2 separate regions of the Mus musculus genome follow, and region 2 is linked to region 1. Evidence: chromatin contacts called from public HiChIP or PLAC-seq data. All regions are on one chromosome and are shown on one strand. The core of a region is the stretch at or near the end of the contact, and the rest is flanking DNA. Distances in the headings are between cores, read along the strand shown. Region 1 overlaps Atxn1 (ataxin 1). Region 2 has its middle 14 kb from the start of Gm34991.

What was found. HiChIP or PLAC-seq counts read pairs in DNA pulled down with a chosen protein or histone mark.
Region 2: a contact with region 1 is called in an H3K4me3 HiChIP or PLAC-seq map of embryonic basal ganglia, with 4 times the contacts expected there. The contact joins two enhancer-like sites. A contact is called at or near these places in 1 of 15 datasets of contacts at CTCF or cohesin (the NIH/3T3 cell line), 1 of 484 Hi-C or Micro-C datasets (bone marrow-derived macrophages) and 2 of 115 datasets of contacts at active chromatin or transcription factors (embryonic basal ganglia and extraembryonic endoderm stem cells).

The regions. Positions count from the first base shown.
Region 1 is chr13:45,619,103-45,621,909 of GRCm38.p6, forward strand. All of the region lies in intron 6 of Atxn1 (ataxin 1), which reads right to left. Among named protein-coding and RNA genes, the nearest start is that of Gm34582, 95 kb to the left of the region's middle. Within about 2 kb of position 1,324, at least 10 of the 459 cell types and tissues checked have an H3K27ac peak or open chromatin away from gene starts, as enhancers often do. A contact at or near this core is called in embryonic basal ganglia, where this site is marked.
Region 2 is chr13:46,005,529-46,008,238 of GRCm38.p6, forward strand. No RefSeq gene overlaps it. Among named protein-coding and RNA genes, the nearest start is that of Gm34991, 14 kb to the right of the region's middle. Within about 2 kb of position 1,418, at least 114 of the 459 cell types and tissues checked have an H3K27ac peak or open chromatin away from gene starts, as enhancers often do. A contact at or near this core is called in embryonic basal ganglia, where this site is marked.

The DNA of each region.
Region 1 (2,807 bases), core at 74-2,573:
GAACAGTGTCGAGAGTATTTCTTCACCTAAAAATACATGAAGGACTAAGGACTTAGCTCAGTCAGTACAGAGCCTTGACTTACAAACATGAGGGCCTGAGTTTGGATATCCAAAACCCAGTAAAATGGTAATCATGGTAACATGGTAATCATGGTAACATGCATCTTTAATTCCATCCGTGGCAGGATAGGTGGAGGAGCCAGGAGAATCCCTGGAGTTTCCTGGTTAGCTAGCCTGGCTCATCAGGCAAAGTTTCAGTCTAAGGAGTAATTCTATCTCAAACAAAAGGATGATAACAAGGTTGCCCTCTATATACTTGTGTGTGCGTGTGGGCATGCGCGCGCACACACACACATACACACACCTGCAAACAACTGAGAAGCAATGGTCCCTCTGAACAAGGGCCACTGATGTCCATACACCACTTCCATATAGATCCGAGAAGGCCATGGCGGAATGTGCTTTGCAAATTGCTATTTAAATTCAAGATCTTAAGTGTGGCTGACATAAATATCATTGAAGGGAACTGCATGTTATCATAGTTAAGAATTGCACAAGTGATTTTTTTTTTCTCAACCTTTTATAACCATACCAAAGAGGCAGCAGGATGTGATGGCAATCAGAAGAGCTGAGGCCTAGGGTGGTTGTTGGTTCGAATTATAGTTTAGCTAGCAGACTGCCTCATGATCGTCAGTAGCTCATTTTAACATTTTAGGTCAGTATGTAAGAGTTACATCTTCTGTGTTAAAAATTTTGTATGTGTGTGTGCCTGTGTGTCTGGAAGATGAGTGTGGATACCCACAGAGGTGTAAAAGGGCCATCTATACTCCTAGAACCGGAGTGACAGGTGGCTGTGAGCTTCCTATCAAGGGTGCTAGGAACCAAGCTTAGGACTTTTGGAAGAACTGCAGGTGCTTGTACCTGTTGTGCTGTTCATCCCTCCAGGCCCATGGGTTAAGACGTCAAGCCCAAGATCATCTGCATCCGACATCTGCCTCTCCTTCTTAGAGATTGTTGCAAATGCAAATGAAATGATGCTGTGTGTTCCAGCGAACTCTGGGTGTCTGACTGGACCCAGCTCACCCTCATGAATGGTCTCAGCTAGAACGAGAGATTTTTTTTCTACCCTACTCTGACACCTTAGCAATGCTAAGTTCGTTTACCAAACTGCCACACATCCTTCTCCTTTCCTATCTACATGACCAAGACAACAGCATCCCTTAGTAAATGTACGGGCAGCTCCCACATAACGCAGCTCTCGCAGTGACTGATGGAGGAGCTAGCTGTAAATGACAGGCGTTGTGTGCTGCATTTATATAGACTCCCTTCCCAACCTCACTTGACTTTCTTCTACTGTGAGAGCCCTTAATTTTCTTGTCTCGATTAGGCTGGTGAGACTCCTTTGTGAATGGGGGTGGGGGAGGGGCAGAAGGAGTCTGGGCGGCTGAGCTCATCTGAAATCCTTTCACAACAGGAAAGACACCCTAGATAACGAGAGCAAGTGTGTCATGCACTTTCTGTCCATTTTCCATTCAGAGAGATGACAAACAAAAGGGACCAAGAAGAGGGTCAATGGGAACCATTAACTGAACATGATGACCAACATGTGTATTGTTAGCTGTGTTGTCAATAAGTAAGACCCGCCATGAAGCTCACGGGTTCATACTGCTGCAGCAAACTCTGCAAGCTGCTCCTTCCCTAAGCCGGTGTCACTTGCAGTGACAGGCAAACACAGACTCGGTGCTGAAGACTCTGAACACTCACCTGGAACCTCCCCATACCGGCTCTACTACCGCGGCACAGCCTTTTCCTGTTCATTTGCCAAAGATAGATTTCCTTGCTGCAAGGTATGCATACAGATTAATCAGCTAACTCTTTACAGATGAGAACGACAAGGTTTGTTCAAGGTGACGTAAAGTACATACATATGCGATGTCTGCCTGGTAGGAGCTGCTAGGCCTTCCCTTAGTAGCCACCCGCGTCTAGACTCTTGAGTGCCTTGACCCACGACCACAGGCTTGCTTCACTGCCCAATGAGAGATCTTCTCTCTGGACTATGGTGGTGTTTTCGTTGCTGCCTTCAGTATCCATTGCCAGGTCTCCTTCCTCACCTGTCTTTAGCTTCCTGTCTAGCATAGTTCCCACTCTTCCATCTTGTATGTTTGAGAGACGAAGGGAAAGAGAGGGGGAGGAAGGAGGTAGGGGGAAGGAGAGAGGGAGGGAAGAGGAGACTTTCTCTTATAGACTAAGCTGCTTTTCCCCACATGATGGGAAGCTAGGAATATATTAGTATAAACTACCTAACTGTTCTTTCACTGAAGCACATGGACCTAGACCTTCTGCCTAGCTTAGAACTCACTCAGACCTCTGGGACCTGTCCCAACTCCATGAGCAATTTCACTAACTGCTCCCACTCATGCCTTCACTGTCTACTGTGAGGAGATTGTTCAAGGATGGCAGAGTTGAATAAAAGCTCTTTCTTCTGTCTGTCTGTCTGTCTGTCTGTCTGTCTCTGTCTGTCTCTCTCTCTTACACACACACACACACACACACACACACACGCGCCAACAATAGAGTATTGAGAACTATACCAGACAGGAAGCCTTCCAAATGATCCCAAAGACTCACGTGTTGAATGGTTGGTCTTGACCCCAAGACACCATTGTGAGAATGCTTCAGAGGCGTGACCTGGATGAAGGGAGTTAGACTACTGAGACATACACTTGAGGGGAGAACTGACACTCTAGGTCTTCCCCGTCTTTTAGCTCCCAACCATCTTGAGATGATCAGGCATCTGCCTACCATCA
Region 2 (2,710 bases), core at 168-2,667, 390 kb after region 1:
AACGACGACTGGATGTTCTCTGGGCAGTAAGTCAGATGTTCCCTGTCTGTTTTTCAAATGAGTCTTTCAGACAAATCTTGAATGTTCCATTTTAGACTCAAATATGAGTTAAACTATAATTGCCCTTTTCCTTCATATTTGATAGCAGGCCAAACTACTACTGCTGTTACTATTATTGTTACAGGGCTGGGGGTTGAGCTGACGGCTTTGCATGTGCTAAGGCATACACTCTACCACTTAGCTACCCTCATCCCAGGCCTAGTGGATCGAGAAGGCAGGGACTATCATACTACACATGTCCTAAGGGGAAACCCGGCAGGCCGTCTTGTCTTCCCCTCAAGCTCGTACAGACAAATACTTCACCCTAGGAAGAGTCATATCAGATGGCGGATGCTGAGAACTGTACCTATTCTAAATTCAGAGCAGCTGCTCCAGGGAAGACTCACTTAAAAGCCGATTTACAAGTTCAGATAATTTCCCTTGATCCAAAGCCAGCTTCCTTTTAAGGTGGGCAGCCCTGAAGCTAGGGAGAAAAGGGTTCTCGGGGGTGGGGCTGGGGGTGGGGGCTCATCACGTCCTACAGTGTCAAGGTCACACATCATTTCCAGTATTTCTGCCCTCTTCCTCACTCCTTCCTTTCCTCGCTCCCCCTGCAGCCATGCGGGTTTTAAAAGCAAGATGTAGTAAGCTGAGCAGGAGCCAGGCTTTGCTAAAGCTGTGCGTGGGAGCCAGGGACAAGCTTGGCCACGGAAGGCTGATCTGGAATTTGGCTCTGAGTCCTCCCCACTTTGCCCTGGAAAGAGCACTCTCTAGGACTGCCCCTGGGAGCTCAGCCTGCAGCCTCTCCTTCACTTTCATCACTACTTCAGAGGTTTCCACAGGGAGACAGGGCAAAGACCTGCTCTGATTGGCTGCCTTTCTCTGACTTAAGGGCCAGCTCCAGCCAATCAATAGCCTGGACTCTAGGAAGGGAAAGATGAATTGAAACAGGCAAGGCCCTGAAGGGTAGGGGTGAGAGAGAGAAAGAAAGAAAAACAATGTAACCACCATCCAGATAAAACCATGCACACAGTTCTGCAGGGACCCCACTGAGAGAACTGCTGTCTTCTACCAGCAGCCCTGCCTGCAGCCACCAAAGCACCCTCAATGTCTTGGCTTCTGGCCAAGTTCAAACCGTTTGTAAAGTAGGTCATTGAAAGTCACATTAGGCAGAGAAATCAGGGGTGGGGGTGTCAGGAAGGACCTTCAGAGCCAGAGGACAGCTTCATCCCTGCACTGGAGAGAAAAGGATACAGAACAAGGCAGCTGATGGGAGGGACTCCCTAAGTGACAGGTTGTAGCAGATCTGGTCTAGAGGAATACACAGCTGGTCAGGAGATCAATTGCTCTGCACAAGCCTCCAGCAGGACTTGGATGATAACCTTGAATGAAAATGCACTCTAAGGAAGCTGACGTCATCTTTATTCAGCTCTTTGCTCTATGTGTTCAGAGAGCCCATTTCATTAATGAGGGTTTTTTTTCTAGTGAAGCAGCTGGTTTCCTGCCCTCACCCTGAAGAATGCAATTAAAAAATACCTAGATGCATGCAAAATATGCCCTAAATAATAAAAGGAAGAAGATACATATAAAACAAATGATATACCTCCTACCTGCTCTCAGACATAAAACTCAGGCTACTCTTATTCATGCCGAAGTGGGTCAGAAAAGGAAACTCCATTTTCTTGATTACGGAGATGCAAAGACACAAGTGAAATACTTGCAAAGCACGACCTACCTACAAGTGTCCCCTGAAAGTGTCATTTGTTCTCTGTCCCCAGCCTCGTACAGCCTCTCTTCTGGTACAAACTAATCACCTTTCAAGACGACGACAAAGACGACGACTACTACTACTACTACTATTATTATTATTATTTTCTTTTTAGGAAACCACAACTAGCTCCCTCTAAAATTGTGAGCCCAGTCCCTGGGGCAGTCCTAGGCTGGAGAGGGGTGGTCCCAGGCCAGAAAGGGGCCAGATCCCTGCAGCAGTAACTGTAGCCAACTTGATGCACCCAGGAGTGGTGTGGAAAGCACAGAGTCTATCTCAAGCCTATCTCAACCTTCGACCATCCATCATATATAGTTAGCTCAACACATTGCTTTCAGGGCAGTGGGAGAAACAAAGAGGAGAAGGGAGAAAATACACCTTCACAGAATGCCTAGTAGGTATGATGTGAACTACTGTGCAGTTTTCTATTGATTTTTTTTCTTTTTTAATTTAAAACTCATAACAGCTCCTGGGATGGAAGATTTGTTCTCCACTGTCTTAAAGATAAGGAAAGAAGCTTAGAACTGTTACATAACTCACCCCAAAGCCAACAGCCAGCTCCTGGTTCTCTACTCTCTCTTGTCAGCTTTGCCTGGTGAAGTTTTTTAAAGTGTCCAGTGCAGGGCTGGGGAGGTGGCTCAGTGGGCAACATCCCTTGCCACAAAAGCATGAAGGCCCACATTGGATCCCCAGTGCCCACTTTAAATGCCAGGTGTGGAGATATGGCCATAAGCCCAGTGCTGGAAGGTTAAGACAGGAAGGTCCCTCGGGTTGCCTGGCCAGCCAGTCTAGCTGAACAGATAAGCTCCCGGTACCGATAAGTCCTGTCTTAGAAAATAAGCTGGAAACAAATAGAGGAATCACACCTGATGTCAGCCACATGCTTCCACATACACTCACACA